Regions from separate parts of the Gossypium hirsutum genome. Here region 1 is linked to region 2. Evidence: chromatin contacts called from public Hi-C data. All regions are on one chromosome and are shown on one strand. The core of a region is the stretch at or near the end of the contact, and the rest is flanking DNA. Distances in the headings are between cores, read along the strand shown.

The links. Hi-C and Micro-C count contacts between places; a contact is called where the count stands out from the background.
Region 1: a Hi-C map of hypocotyl shows a contact between it and region 2, with 3 times the contacts expected there. The contact joins the promoter of LOC107962150 here to the promoter of LOC107963044 in region 2. A contact is called at or near these places in 7 of 34 Hi-C or Micro-C datasets (hypocotyl, leaf and petal).

Annotation. Positions count from the first base shown.
Region 1 is chrA06:52,934,970-52,942,110 of Gossypium_hirsutum_v2.1, forward strand. It overlaps LOC107962150 (lysine-specific demethylase JMJ30), which reads left to right and starts at 3,101. Exons shown (of 7, transcript XM_016898399.2): 1 at 3,101-3,740; 2 at 5,515-5,724. The coding sequence starts at 3,255.
Region 2 is chrA06:52,188,942-52,195,618 of Gossypium_hirsutum_v2.1, forward strand. It overlaps LOC107963044 (ETHYLENE INSENSITIVE 3-like 3 protein), which reads left to right and starts at 3,474. Exons shown (of 2, transcript XM_016899643.2): 1 at 3,474-3,810; 2 at 4,265-6,465. The coding sequence starts at 3,776. The coding sequence ends at 6,302.

The DNA.
Region 1 (7,141 bases), core at 1,851-4,350, 750 kb after region 2:
CATGCAAGTTTCAACTGAATGGAGAAGATGATGGCCAATTTTGGCTTATTTTCCCTTTTTAATTCTTTTAATTATTAGATTACCAAAATGCCCCTAACTTAAAAATATTTTATTACACTCATTTCATGTCTATTTTTGTCCATCACTAGCTAATGGTCTAATTTCCATCTAAGGACCTTTAATTTAAAAACTCTTAACAATTTAACCCTTCTAACATGTGGAACTCAACTTTTGCACTTTTTACAATTTAGTCCTTTTGACTAAATTGAGTGCCCAAACGTCAAAATTTTTGAACAAAATTTTCATGAAATCATCCCGTGAAATTTTAAACCATAAAAATATAATAAAATTAAAATTTTTCCTCATCAGATTTGTGGTCCCGAAACCACTATGTCGACTGGGCTTAAAATTGAGATGTTACATAAACGGAGTGTATCTAGACTGTTTTTAGCCCCACCACCAAAGAAATCGAGGGAAGCCTTTAGTCGCCTCACGTCACCATCAGGTTTTTTGGGGAAAATAAGACGAGGCTGAGTGATTCGATATTTCAGACTACTCCAGCGAACAATGTTGGCAGTGTTTGTAATGTTTCTAGACCTATTTGTGAGCATTGCGGGAAATCACACGCCGGTGAATGCAGAATTAAAACATATGTTTATTTCTGATGTGGTTCAACAGAACATTTTTTGAGAAACTACCCGAGGAATATTGGTGTTACTAATGATTAGAACATTAAACCAGTGTCAACTGAGGGAAATCGTAGTTTAACCAAAGACACGGTAGTCAAGTCTAAACCTAGGGCGCCTACCCGAGCATATGCTACTCGAGCTAGAGAGGAACCTTCTTCACCCGATGTTATTGCTAGTACCTTCTTTTTCTTTAATGTTACTATATATGCACTAATGGACCCTGGGCCAACACATTCATATATTTGCACTGCATTAGTAACAGATAAGAACATACTTGTTAAGTCAACAGGATTTGATGTTAGAGTTACGAATCGTCTAAGTCAAAGTGTTTTAGTCAATCTGATACGTAGAAAGTGTCCACTAAGAATTTAATTATGTGACTTTCTTGCTGATCTGAAGTTATTGCCTTTTTACAAATTTGATGTTATTTTGGGTATGGACTGGTGAACTTTACATGACGCTGTGACAAACTGTAGACTGAAACAATTTGATTTAAGATGTCAGAATGGTGAGTAGATTATTGTCGAGTCTAATAAACCTGATTGTGCTACAAATATTATATTGGTAATCTCCATTCAAAAATTAATCAGAAAGGGTTATGAAGCATTTTTGGCTTACATTCTTGATACTCAAGAATTGGGATTGAAGATTGATCAGGTACTGAATATTAATGAATTTATGGATGTGTTTCCAGAAGAGTTGCCTGGGTTATCTCCAAAATGGGAAGTTGAATTCGTGATTGATTTAGTTCCAAGGCCTACTCCGATATCTATTGCACCGTGCAGAATGGCACCAATAGAATTAAAATAACTTAAAACATGGTTGCAAGAGTTGATTGATAGATGTTTCATACTGCCAAGTGTGTCACCTTAGGGTGCACCAGTTCTATTAGTGAAAAAGAAAGATAGGTCATTTAGGTTGTATATTGATTATAGGAGACTAAACAAAGTCACTATAAAGAATAATTTGGATAATTTATTTTGCAATTGAAATCGAACAAGCCACAAGGAACTACATTCTTTTATGTAAACAACCATATCACGAGCTACAAACCTCGAAATCAAGTGATTCAAAAATTGCTTCAAACATGACTCAAAGATCTATTGTTTGGGCATAAGAATAGCCCAAAAAGGTAGTTGAAAGGTCTCGAAAAGTCAAGTCAATGTTTCCATTGTAAAACCCATAGAGTAAGATTGAACTTCCCACATTGAATTACAATCCTTTATGAAAATGATCATAACATGGTCTACAAGCCACAAAATCAAGTGATTCAAAAATCATTTCAAAGAAAACTTGAAGCTCTAAGATTTAGAAAATCACCCCAAAAGCTAGATGGAGCATATCCAAAAGTTCATTCGAAGTTTACCTAGTGGAATCCTACAAGATTGGTTTTAGACTCTCACATAACTTCAACTTTGTTTTCAACTGATCAAATCTTCTCCACTATTCTCTAGCTCATTAATCAAACGATGAATATACTTTATTCCAAAAACAAATACAAGTATTGAATTGAAACTTTATAAAGAAAAACAGTAATGACTTAATTTTTGTTGGTGTCAAAAATTTTGATTTTGGACAGAATATCTTAAATTGAGTCATTTTGGGAAGTTAAACTGAGAAGATTTCGAGGATGTATTCAATAAGGTGATGGAGATTCATTGATTACTGTGTAGGCATTAATTAGATTTATTAGGGATTTGAGTAGAGAGCCTAGTAATTAAGACTTATGGACTAGATTATAAAATTAGTAAAATTAGTGGTGTTAATGTGTGAATATTAAAAAAATAATTTTAATTTGAGGTTATTTTCAATTAGACCAAGTCTATTTTGACAAAATTCTCATTTTGAAGGATTAGTTGGAGGAAACTGTTTTTCGTACTTATTTTCATGAAACATTTTTTTCTTTTTTACACTCTAAAATCCTCTTAATTTTCTCTCGACTTGATATTATCTTCAAGACTACATCTCGATAAAGTGGATTTTCTATTAAATTCTTGAATTCAAACATATTTTAAACAATCAATTTCTTTGTTTTTATTAGTTTAGGTTGGTTTTTAGAAGAATAGAGGACTAGAGTTCTTTTGATTCCTTTTATTGATTTTTTTTTCTATAGCAAGTTAAATTGATTTATAATTTTAATTTAAGATTCTTGAATCTTAAAATAAGAGATTTTATTTTTAAAAATTCGTAAGTTAGCGAGAAAAAGTACAAAATAAATGACTTAGTTAATGTCATAAAAATAATTAAAAGACACATTATCATGTGAAAAATTCTTATCAAAACCTATAATAATTATTGTAGGCATGATAAAAAGTGCATTTTGTTTTCAATGTTAGGAAGGGAAACCGTAGCTTCTAGAAGGAAAGAAAGGGAAAAATTGTAGAATTAAAAAAAGGATTGAGTTCCATAATCAACTATGTAAATATCTCATCAAATATCTTCCTCCAAAGTCCCAAAAGTCTTTACTAATCATTAAAAAGGGCTTTGCCGCACCTACCTGTCCTTCACCACCAACTATCTTCCCCAAAAATACCACTGCAACGCTTTAACTGCCATCCTTCACCCATGTCCTCCCCCGCCGCCAACATCGCCACCGCCATTTCAACCCCAACTCTAGACTCCGAGTCCCCTGCCCTCCTCCAATCCATCACCTCCCATGGAGGCTACGCTTTTACCCGCATGGCCACTTTAGCCGCTGCCGGCGACCAACGCGCTGCCGAGGCCGCATGTGAGATGGCTTGGGAGCAACTTCACTCCGGTCCCTGGCACTCTGTTCTCCCCGTCTGGCGTGACGCTTACTCCATGGCCTGCCTACATGTGGCCAAATTCCATTTATCCAATGGTGAGTTCAGAGATGCCCTTAGGTCTTTGGACATGGGCATCATAATGGGCGGTCCTTTGCTTAGGAAAGATTTGGACTCCGCAATCGAAGGCGTTTTGGCCGCCAAGTCCAGACACTATCATAACGGAGTAGCTGATAATGATAAAGAAGGTCACGGAGAGGCAGGGTCCCGATTGCTGGTTTCTCCACAGGAGTTCGATAAGTCCGAGGTAAGGTTCGTTTTCTACATTTAAAAAAAAAATCTTTTGGTTGTTCTAATGAAATTGGAGATTGTTAAAGACAGACTGTACTTATAGATAGAAAAATGCATTGAAAATATTCTTCTTCCTTGGAATGAAAAACCAATTGTTGTAATATTATCTTAACTAATCATGATTAGTAATAATGTTTATGATAGTATAAACATAGTTATAATGTTAATTGGTTAAATTTAGGGTTTATTGTAGTTTCCGTGTGGAGATTGCTTTTGATGTTGAAGCCAAAAGCATGTTTGGATGCGTGCTAGAATATACCTTTTAATAGTTGACAATGAAAGTTTTTTGATCTTTTAGTATTTAATAATAAGATATACATGAATTTGGGTTTCATTTTTCTAATTGAATGAGATTATGAGTTTTACCAGTTTCTTTTGCTTTTTATCAACTCAGAACAAATTTAATGTCAATAAAAACTCAAAAACTATATGAAGTTTTAGTTTTTCTCTTCTGTGAATTGATTATAGTGTCTGTTGTTTGATTCCCTTGTGGATGTGTTAGAACAAACTTTTACTTCATCAGATTATTGGAAGAAAAAGAAAATGCTCAAATGCAGAATCCCTTTGAGTTTCTTATGCTTATGTGAGTTCAGTGTCCATCTGATTTGTTGCATAATTATAAAAACAGAGTGAGTAGACATCTTTTTTAAAGTTAGAGGACCTAAATTCCTCTAATTCCATTTTGTTATTATAACATAATTTTTGGTCTTCTTTTGTACTTTTCTTACCGAGTTTGTGCTTTTAGCTAGTGGCACTAGCTCAATTAGGCACATTCTGTATAGTATAAATAAATACTATCTATAACAATTTTATTTTTCTTTTTCGAGTATGTATTGATGGTTTGATTCTTGCTTCATCTATGCTTGTGCCTTCAATGAATAAAACATTGAGGATATTATTAATAGAATTTTACTTTTTCTTCTCTTTGTGGTTAAGTTTGATTTGATGCTTACAATATAAATACCATGGTTTCCATCTATTGCTAACTTGTTATGTGGATTCTATTGGTTAAACTACCCCACAAGTCCCTGGATTATAGATTGAAGTGTAAATAGGCTCTCTATTTTAAAACTGAGTAATATTGTCTTGGTCTCTCTCTCTCTCTTGTTTTTTTGGTCCTCGTCTATTTAATTCTGAAACAATGAGGTAACCTTGAATGTTAAAAAAAATTCTGACTTGTTTTTTAAAGTGATCTGGAAAAATATATAAAACTAAAATTCAGCATTTTCAAAACGCCACAAGGACTAAATTTTGTTCACTTTAAACATGACAAGTCAGCATCTTTTAACACCATAACCTTACTGTCGTTTATAATTTTACATATTAGCTCCTAAAATTATAGTACAAGGATCCACCAGGTAGTTTAACAACGGTGTTTCTTATTTTTATTTTGTTAAAAATGAACAATAACCATGACATACAGACACATGCTCACAAGGAAAAAGGGTATAACTGTGATATGCTACTTTCAGAAATTGTAGCTGTGTGTATTATTTTATTCTTCAAAGTAAAAACAGGGTAACTTGTCCATTTGTCATTTCTTTAGTTCTTTTAGATACTTATATTCATAAATAATATTTTACATCATTTTATCATGTTGGCTAGCTCCTTTTTCCTGTAATTTATTATTTTTTGAATAGGATGGTTGAATATTTCTGATAAAGAGAAATTGGTATGGTAGCATGATATCTGAGTTTAATCTCTGTTTCTGTTTTGTTCTGATCCTATAGGTACTACGAATTTTACCAATAAGGTCATTGTCTTCCAAGATTGTGGGGAAGAGGTCCGCCCTATCTTTGGAGGCATTTCTATGTGAATATTTCCTCTCAGGTTCTCCGGTTATAATTACTGACTGTATGGCTCACTGGCCAGCTAGGACAAGGTGGAATGATATGGATTATTTAAGAAGGATTGCTGGTGATCGTACTGTCCCAGTTGAGGTGATTAACCTTCCTTTTTTTTTTTTTTTTGAAAATTCAGTAGAGATCAAATCTGTAACAAATGATTTGCTACATTATATTTTCCTCACATATGTTCTCCTACCTGCATATATACTATTTTGTCTTTTAAACAGTAATTTATCTGATCTTTTCTACATAATTTGATCTTTTAAACATATTTATTTGATCTTTTCTACATATTAAGTCACTTAACTGGGAATATTTCTTTGATACCGATCTTAATTATTTTCTCACAGCATTTAAGCTAAGGTGCATTCTTGTGTGGATCTTGATAATCTAATGCGGGTTTGTGGCTCATCTTTTGTATCTTACATAGATCCTGATAGTTTTAGTTTGGTTCCGAAGGCAATTTGTGTCTTCATATGCTCAATGAGCAATTGCCTAGGTTAAAGATCCTTATGCTTTAGTTTCTTTTGTGGGCATTGTAATGAATTTACTCAATCTTGAGGCACTTGCAAAGAGTCACGTATCTGAGTGTTTTCTTGATTGTAAGGTTACTAAATGGTTGATCTTCTAGTGTATCCCAACTGATTATTATTCCTTAGCGGATGGAGCCATTATTGCCAAAATTGAACCCAGATATCCTTCTACATCTAGAGTAATGTACTTACCTTGTTACAATCAGACAATCAAGTGGGCTCACACCCGGTATTTGCAAATATTTAAGCTTTCCACTAAACCCAACCCTTCTTAATCCGTCGGTTATCATATCGTTTTGCTTACTTTGTTTTGCTTGACTAATGATTATGTGATCATGTGTAGTTCTCAGGCAATTTAGTTGAGCAATGGAATCCTTCTCCAGGTAATAGGATTCTTAATGATCATAATGGAAAAAAGCTTCAGATCTTTCCTTTGACGGATGAATCTTTCAGGGAACGTTGTAGTTGGGTGTTTGGTGAATTAAACAAGCTTTCATCATTTATTCAGCAACAAAACAAAAAGGAATTCTTGTACATACACTATTATTTAAAGGGCCGATGGGTCAGTGTCACCCATTGACCAGTCCCAACTCAATTGGGAAATTACTGAAAACCTGTTCCTTTAATAAAATAACAAACATTAATATGACTATTTTTGTCATTTTAATGTAAAATCTAGAGAAATGCAAAAAATAAGGTTTGAACCTAAAACATCAAACTTTAATAACTTCACTATTTCAACCGAAGTCTCAGTTATTTTTTTATCAAATTTTTTATAAATACATTTGATATATAAGTTTTTGTTCCACCCACATCATGGGTAATGCCATAATCTAGTTAGAATCTTTTCATAATATTCTTGCTGTAAGAAATGATTGGTTAACCTTCCCCAATACTTAAAAATGGTTAACTGAAAGAACTTAAGGATTGGTCTAGATGGTTCAGCCACCCACTTTTGGACTTAGGAGCGGAAATAA
Region 2 (6,677 bases), core at 2,224-4,723:
ATAGTTGAGGTAAGAATGTTCGATGTAGGAATGAAAACATAAGTGTACGTTGTAGGAGAAATTTAGACAAGTACGAGTGACCTGGTTGTGGGGGGTAGAAACATCATTCGCAATAACAACATTAGGGTTGGTAAAAATACCTTCGTTACCTCCTACATGCAAACTTTCATCTTCACACAAGTCCTCTCCACAACAAACGAACAATCGTTATGAAAGATTTGACAAGTAAATAAACAATACAGAGCAACACACACTAAAATTACTACTAGAAGACCAAGTAAGAATTTCAAGAAAATTTTCATAAAAAATATCATAGCCTGACGAAACATTCAAGGGATGAATCTTGGCCCTAGATTCTTTACTCTTGTTATTCATCTCTAATGTGAGTGCTTCACTTGGCTATAATGGTTCGCTCGTATAGAAAATACAAAAACATACAAAAGTAAATGCAACAAATTAAAATGTTCAAAATAATACCTCTAACATTAGAGTGTGTATAAGAGCCTGCACAACATTTTTTGTTCATTGCATCCCTATCTAATGGACCTTCTTTAATTCTAGGAAGAGAACGAGCATTTTTCTTCCTCTTTTTACGGACCTCTAAAGTAGGCTTTCATTTCTCTAAAAGGTTTTTAATTAATGTCAATAATTTTAACTCTTTGGACAATATCAGTGACTTTCGAACCTCCAGTCACCTTTGTAGTTCTAGGCCCCTTTGTAGCTTTTGAAACATTTGCAGTAGGATTGCTACTTTTTCCTTTGTTACTACGGTAGTCCCATCTTCACTCGGGACAAAAAGCATTGCAAGACATCCAATCTTTAGGCTCTTTACACAACTCTATAAGAATTTCTTCCATTATACTATTTTCTCCGTATGGCCAAGCTTCATTTCATGGCTTTACTCCATCAAGCTAAGCTTTGCCGAGAGTGTTAAAATTTTCTTCGTCCAAGCAATTAGGAATTTTTTCCATCAAAGAAAATCGCCAAACATTCCTCAAGCTAAGGACTTGCTCGTATCTAATTGGCAGACTTGTTTGCAACCTTTCCAATTGAGCCTCCTCTACTTCGCTCAATGAATGAGGATCCTAAGTATTTCTTTCACTAGACGGTTTCACCCAAGCCAAAGGAAAATGAAATTCCCAACCACAAGTGTGCTTGATCTTTATGTATTTATCTCTCATCAAATTCATGTTTCTAGTGGTATTATCAACAATAACTTTTCCTCTATCCAGGTAGTGAACATTACGAACCCTTTCTGCTTATTTTCACTAGCAAGAAATACTATGTATATCCTCGTTAATACATTCACATAAGATTCTTCTCTAGGTAGTTGACAATCTAAGAAATATACCATTAAGGTCCTCCATGAGGAACCCATCGATTGACCAGGAGCCATTTAACATGAACTCAACATTCCAACAGAAATGGGTGCAAAGGTAGATGAAAACCTAATTCAAATTTGTATAGAGGTAAAGTAAAACAACTATTTGCCTTTTTGTGGTTGTTCATCTCACTCAACCAATGTTTCCCCTTTACAATATCAAATTTATATATGAAATTATCAAAACATGTGACTCCTCTACATTTTAATAGTTTCCACATATCCCTTAATGATGTAGAACACTTGAATTTTTCACTCTTAGTGGGAACACTAAATGATCTTGGGACCATGATTTAGTACATTTAAAATAAAAATTAAGAACAAAATAAGAAAAACGAATACAATTAAAACCTACCAATGAAAATCACACCAAAAGCACAGACGAGACAAAAAAATTGCACCAACAATGGCAACAATGGTCAGAAACTAGAAAACTCGGGAAGGAAACAATGATAAAAATTACAAACCCTTATTCCTATTTATAAGTTAAGACAAAACCCTTCAACTGCTTTGAAACTTACTAAGTTATCACGCACACACTATTTCCTATATACTAAAAACTTGCTCCAATCATAATTTGCCACGTGCACCCAAACAGTAATAACAATGGCAATTTCATTGGGAACCTAATAAATACATTGTAATATATAGCATGTTTCAAAACTTTATCATTAAATATATATGAATGTACATACATGAATCTTTTTACCCCGCCATAAATCCAACAAACTTAAAAACTTCAATCATTCCAAATTCAAATTTCAAATTTAAAAGATGGCCACATTAAAAATAAAATAAAAACATTCACAAAATATGTAATACTTCAAAGCGGACTTCAAATCAACTATCCAAACTTTCACCATCTACACCTATCGTGTGAACTTCCCCAACAAGCTCGCGAAGGTCACTTTATAACTTTCTCTCGTTTGGGGGTAATTGTTATACCCTATCTAAAAGACTTCGTGAACTTCATGGCGTACCTTTGAAGGGTTTGACTCGTGTCTTTTGATGGAACTAACAACACAACACAACAAACTATGGATAAATGACTTGCCAACCAGTGGACCTTGAGCTAGTTTGCAAACCTTAGCCTAGTGAACTTTAAGATCAGGCATCTTCACTAAAATCATATGAGGACCCTGTGGGAGGCTTAGAGTATTTGATTTCTAGTTGTCCTAAAACATCTTATCTTAGGATGTAGCATCACCATCACTGCTAGAAGTATCAAATCATACTTACATTTATTTATTTTTTTAATTTTGAACTTGAGATTTGAGCTATAATTAGCTTATTTTGACTTTGGATAGTAATTGGTATCTTATTTGGGTTTGGGTTTAGTATAATATATGTGGGGTCTCGAAAAAAGCATTTTAAAATATAAATATTAGATTTATAAATTTAATAAGAAAGATAGATCTAATTGTCAATATAATATAATACATAATAAAATATATTTTTGTTAATTAATATACATATCATATAATAATTTTTACATATGATTAACAACTTAATTATTTTATATAAAAGAACCCTATTAAATATATATACTTTATGCTTTTTATAAGGTACAATTGAATTGTGGTTGTCATCGTATAGAAGGAAAATGAATTATTGTATTCAAAATTAAAATATTTATAACTTAGAGAATTTAAAATTATTTGAATCCGTCAAAGCTCACCTGGCTTGATCTGAGCCCGAATTTAAAAAATTCGAGTTTGAAAAATTTGAATTTAATAGGGCCCGAGCCCGAGAAAATTTGAGCCCGAGAAAGTTTAAGTTTGAGAAAGCTTGAGCTCGAAAAATTTGAGCTTGAGAAAATTTGAACCCGAGAAAGTCCTAGTTCGAAGAAAGCCCAATTTGAGCTCACCCGTTTACCACCTCTAACTATTAAGGATTTAACATAATTGGAAAAAAAAATAAATACAATAAATTAAATGACTATATTGTAACTTTTTAAAATTAGATAACCTAACTTATTAATATTCAAGTCACATTTTTGTAATTTACCCTCAAGTCAAAAGATGGTAAGTTTTTTTTCCCCCTAAAAAGAATCGATGGAGGCAAATAAAATGCATGTATGTGGACGCAATGCAGGATATCTGTCCCTAAATGGGCATTCCAAACTGTTCTGTTCTACTTGGACTCGCTTGCCTTTGCCTACCTCTTCCTCTCTCTCTCTCTCTCTCTCTCTCTCTCTAACTTCACTGCATTGAAATCCGCAATCTTTTCCGAAGCTATCAAAACTCCATTTGTACTTTAATTTCTTTTTTCTCTTTTCTCCTTAATTTCAGTTTCCGAATCGTTTTCTTTGACTTAAGAGTCAATTCAATTCCTAGTTCTTTTGTCTTGCCATTCAAAGTTAAAAAAGATTTTGAGCTTTTTACCCCTTGTTTCATGGCTGAATTAGAAGATATTGGAGCTGATATTAGGTATAGCTTCATATAAATATACACCTTTTCTAATAAAATTAAACTCATAAGTTTGTTTTATTCCATTTTTTTTTGTTTTTTTCAATATTGGATGAATTTCGGAGTATTCGATTCAGGCTGTTTGCTGAATAAGAAATGGGATTTTGTAATTGGTATTTCATTGATCAGACTGTATAATATGATAAAATGCTCTCAAATTTTGATCTTGTTGGTTTATTAATTTTAATATTGTAGAAGAAGAATGAAATTTAAATATGGATGTTATACTTTTTTTTTCTGGGGCCAATTAAATGGAAAAAGATTCATGTTTTATATCTGATAAGGCTTTTTAATGGTAGAACGCCCCCCCCAACCCCAAAAAAAGAAGAAGGTAGAAGTAAGTTTCAAAATTTGGCTTAGGGTTTATGTCCTTTTCGTCCAACAAAAGATTGATTGTAGGCTTGTTGGTTGACAGTTCCGACATTGAAGTGGATGATTTCAGATGTCAAAATATAGCCGAGAAAGATGTGAGTGAGGAAGAGATTGAAGCAGATGAATTGGAGAGACGAATGTGGAAAGATAGAATCAAACTCAAAAGGATTAGGGAAAGACAGAAGATTGCGGTCCAACAGGCTTTGGAAAAGCAAAAGTTGAAGAAGACCTCTGATCAGGCTCAGAGGAAGAAAATGTCCCGAGCTCAAGACGGGATTCTTAAGTATATGTTGAAACTAATGGAAGTTTGTAAAGCGCGGGGATTTGTCTATGGCATCATTCCGGAAAAGGGTAAGCCTGTAAGTGGTTCATCAGATAATATAAGAGCTTGGTGGCAAGAAAAGGTGAAATTTGATAAGAATGGGCCAGCTGCCATAGCTAAGTATGAGGCAGACTGTTTAGCTATGATTGAGTCGGATAACGGTAGAAATGGAAACCTGCAGAGCAGTCTCAAAGACCTGCAAGATGCTACTCTTGGTTCTCTCTTGTCTTCTTTGATGCAGCACTGTGATCCTCCTCAGAGGAAGTATCCTTTAGAAAAGAGAATTCCTCCACCTTGGTGGCCTACTGGTAACGAGGATTGGTGGGTAAAACTAGGGCTGCAACAGGGTCAAAGTCCTCCTTATAAGAAGCCACATGATCTTAAAAAGATGTGGAAAGTTGGAGTATTAACATCTGTGATAAAGCACATGTCACCTGATACTGCAAAGATTCGGAGGCATGTACGCCAGTCGAAATGTTTACAGGATAAGATGACAGCAAAGGAGAGTGCAATATGGTTGGGAGTGTTGGCCCGTGAGGAAGCTCTGATTCAGCAACCTAGCAGTGATAATGGAACATCTGGTGTAACTGAATTGCCTCGACTTGGATGTAGTGATAAGAAACAACCTGCTGTCAGTACTGACAGTGATTATGATGTCGACGGTGTTGATGATGGAGTTGTTTCAGCAGAGCCTGTGGCTTATATTACCAACTATGATTCCCATGGAGTTGTTTCAGCAGAGCCTGTGGCTTATATTACCAACTATGATTCCCATCCAGTACAAATCAATGAGCGAGTGGCAAAACAACCTAGGAGGAAGAGACCTAATTTAAGATCAAGCCATGGTCATCGACAACCTTTGCCGATCCATGGTGATCAACAATCTGTACCAAGCCATGATGATCAACAACCTATGTCAAACCATATTACCAACTATGATCCCCATCCAGTACAAATCAATGAGCGAGTGGCAAAACTACCTAGGAGGAAGAGACCTCGTTTAAGATCAAGCCATGGTCGTCAACAACTTTTGCCGATTCATGGTGATCAACAATCTGTACTAAGCCATGGTGATCAACAACCTATGTCAAACCACGGTGATCAACAATCTGTACCAAGCCATGGTGATCAACAACCTGGACCACGGCATTATGAACGTGAAAATGCTGAGTCAATAAGCACTTTGCCTGACATCAACCAAACTGATTTATCTTTTATGGAATATCATATGCCTGTCACTCAGCAGGAAAATGATGCAAGCACAGAATTAAGACATGTGGAGGACGGTTTAGATGTTCAGCCACATCTACCTGCGAGTGAATACTGCCATTATCCTGCCATCCCTACTGCTACTGAAATTTCCACACAGAGGCCTATGCTTTATACATTAGAGCAACATGAGCTGCACCAAGGTGCTGCATATGAATTTTATAATCAATCAGCTGAATTAAGGCCTGGTCATGATAGTCAACAAACTCTGATGGACATGAATGTCCTGCATGTTAGGCCAGAAAATGGTGTTGATGCATCAGCACCTGGTGGAAATGGACATGAAATTGCTGGGGGAGAATTGCATCATTATGTGAAAGACCTATTGCATAATGAGCAAGATAGAGCTGTCCATAATCCCTTCAGTTCTCCAACAAGTGATCCATCATTCTTTGGTGGATTTCATAGCCCCTTTGAACTTCCATTTGATGGTACAAGTTCACTAGATGAACTACTTGATGATGACTTGATACAGTACTTTGGTGCTTAGGTTGGAAGAATTGAGATGCTAGAAAAATAGGTTGCAAGTAAAACCTTTTCTCCTCAACTCCTGTTTCATTTATGAATGATACATAAACATTGTTTGGTGTTAGTTTTGCAGGAACTGCAAACTTATGTATTCATCATTGATTTGGATGGAGGAGTTTCTCTTATTCATTGGTCTTTCTAGTACAGGTGTTATAATTTGAGCATGCTAGGACTGAGTCAAGTCAAATTTTCTATTTTAGTTTTGCTCAATGCTCTTCTCCTTTCAAAGAAGGAAAAGGGTAACATAACATAACATTTTGTGCCATTTTCCTAGCTACCACTCAATGGTAATTGCCATGAAAGGGTTGTGGTCAATGTCTCGGTTTTAGATGTGTCC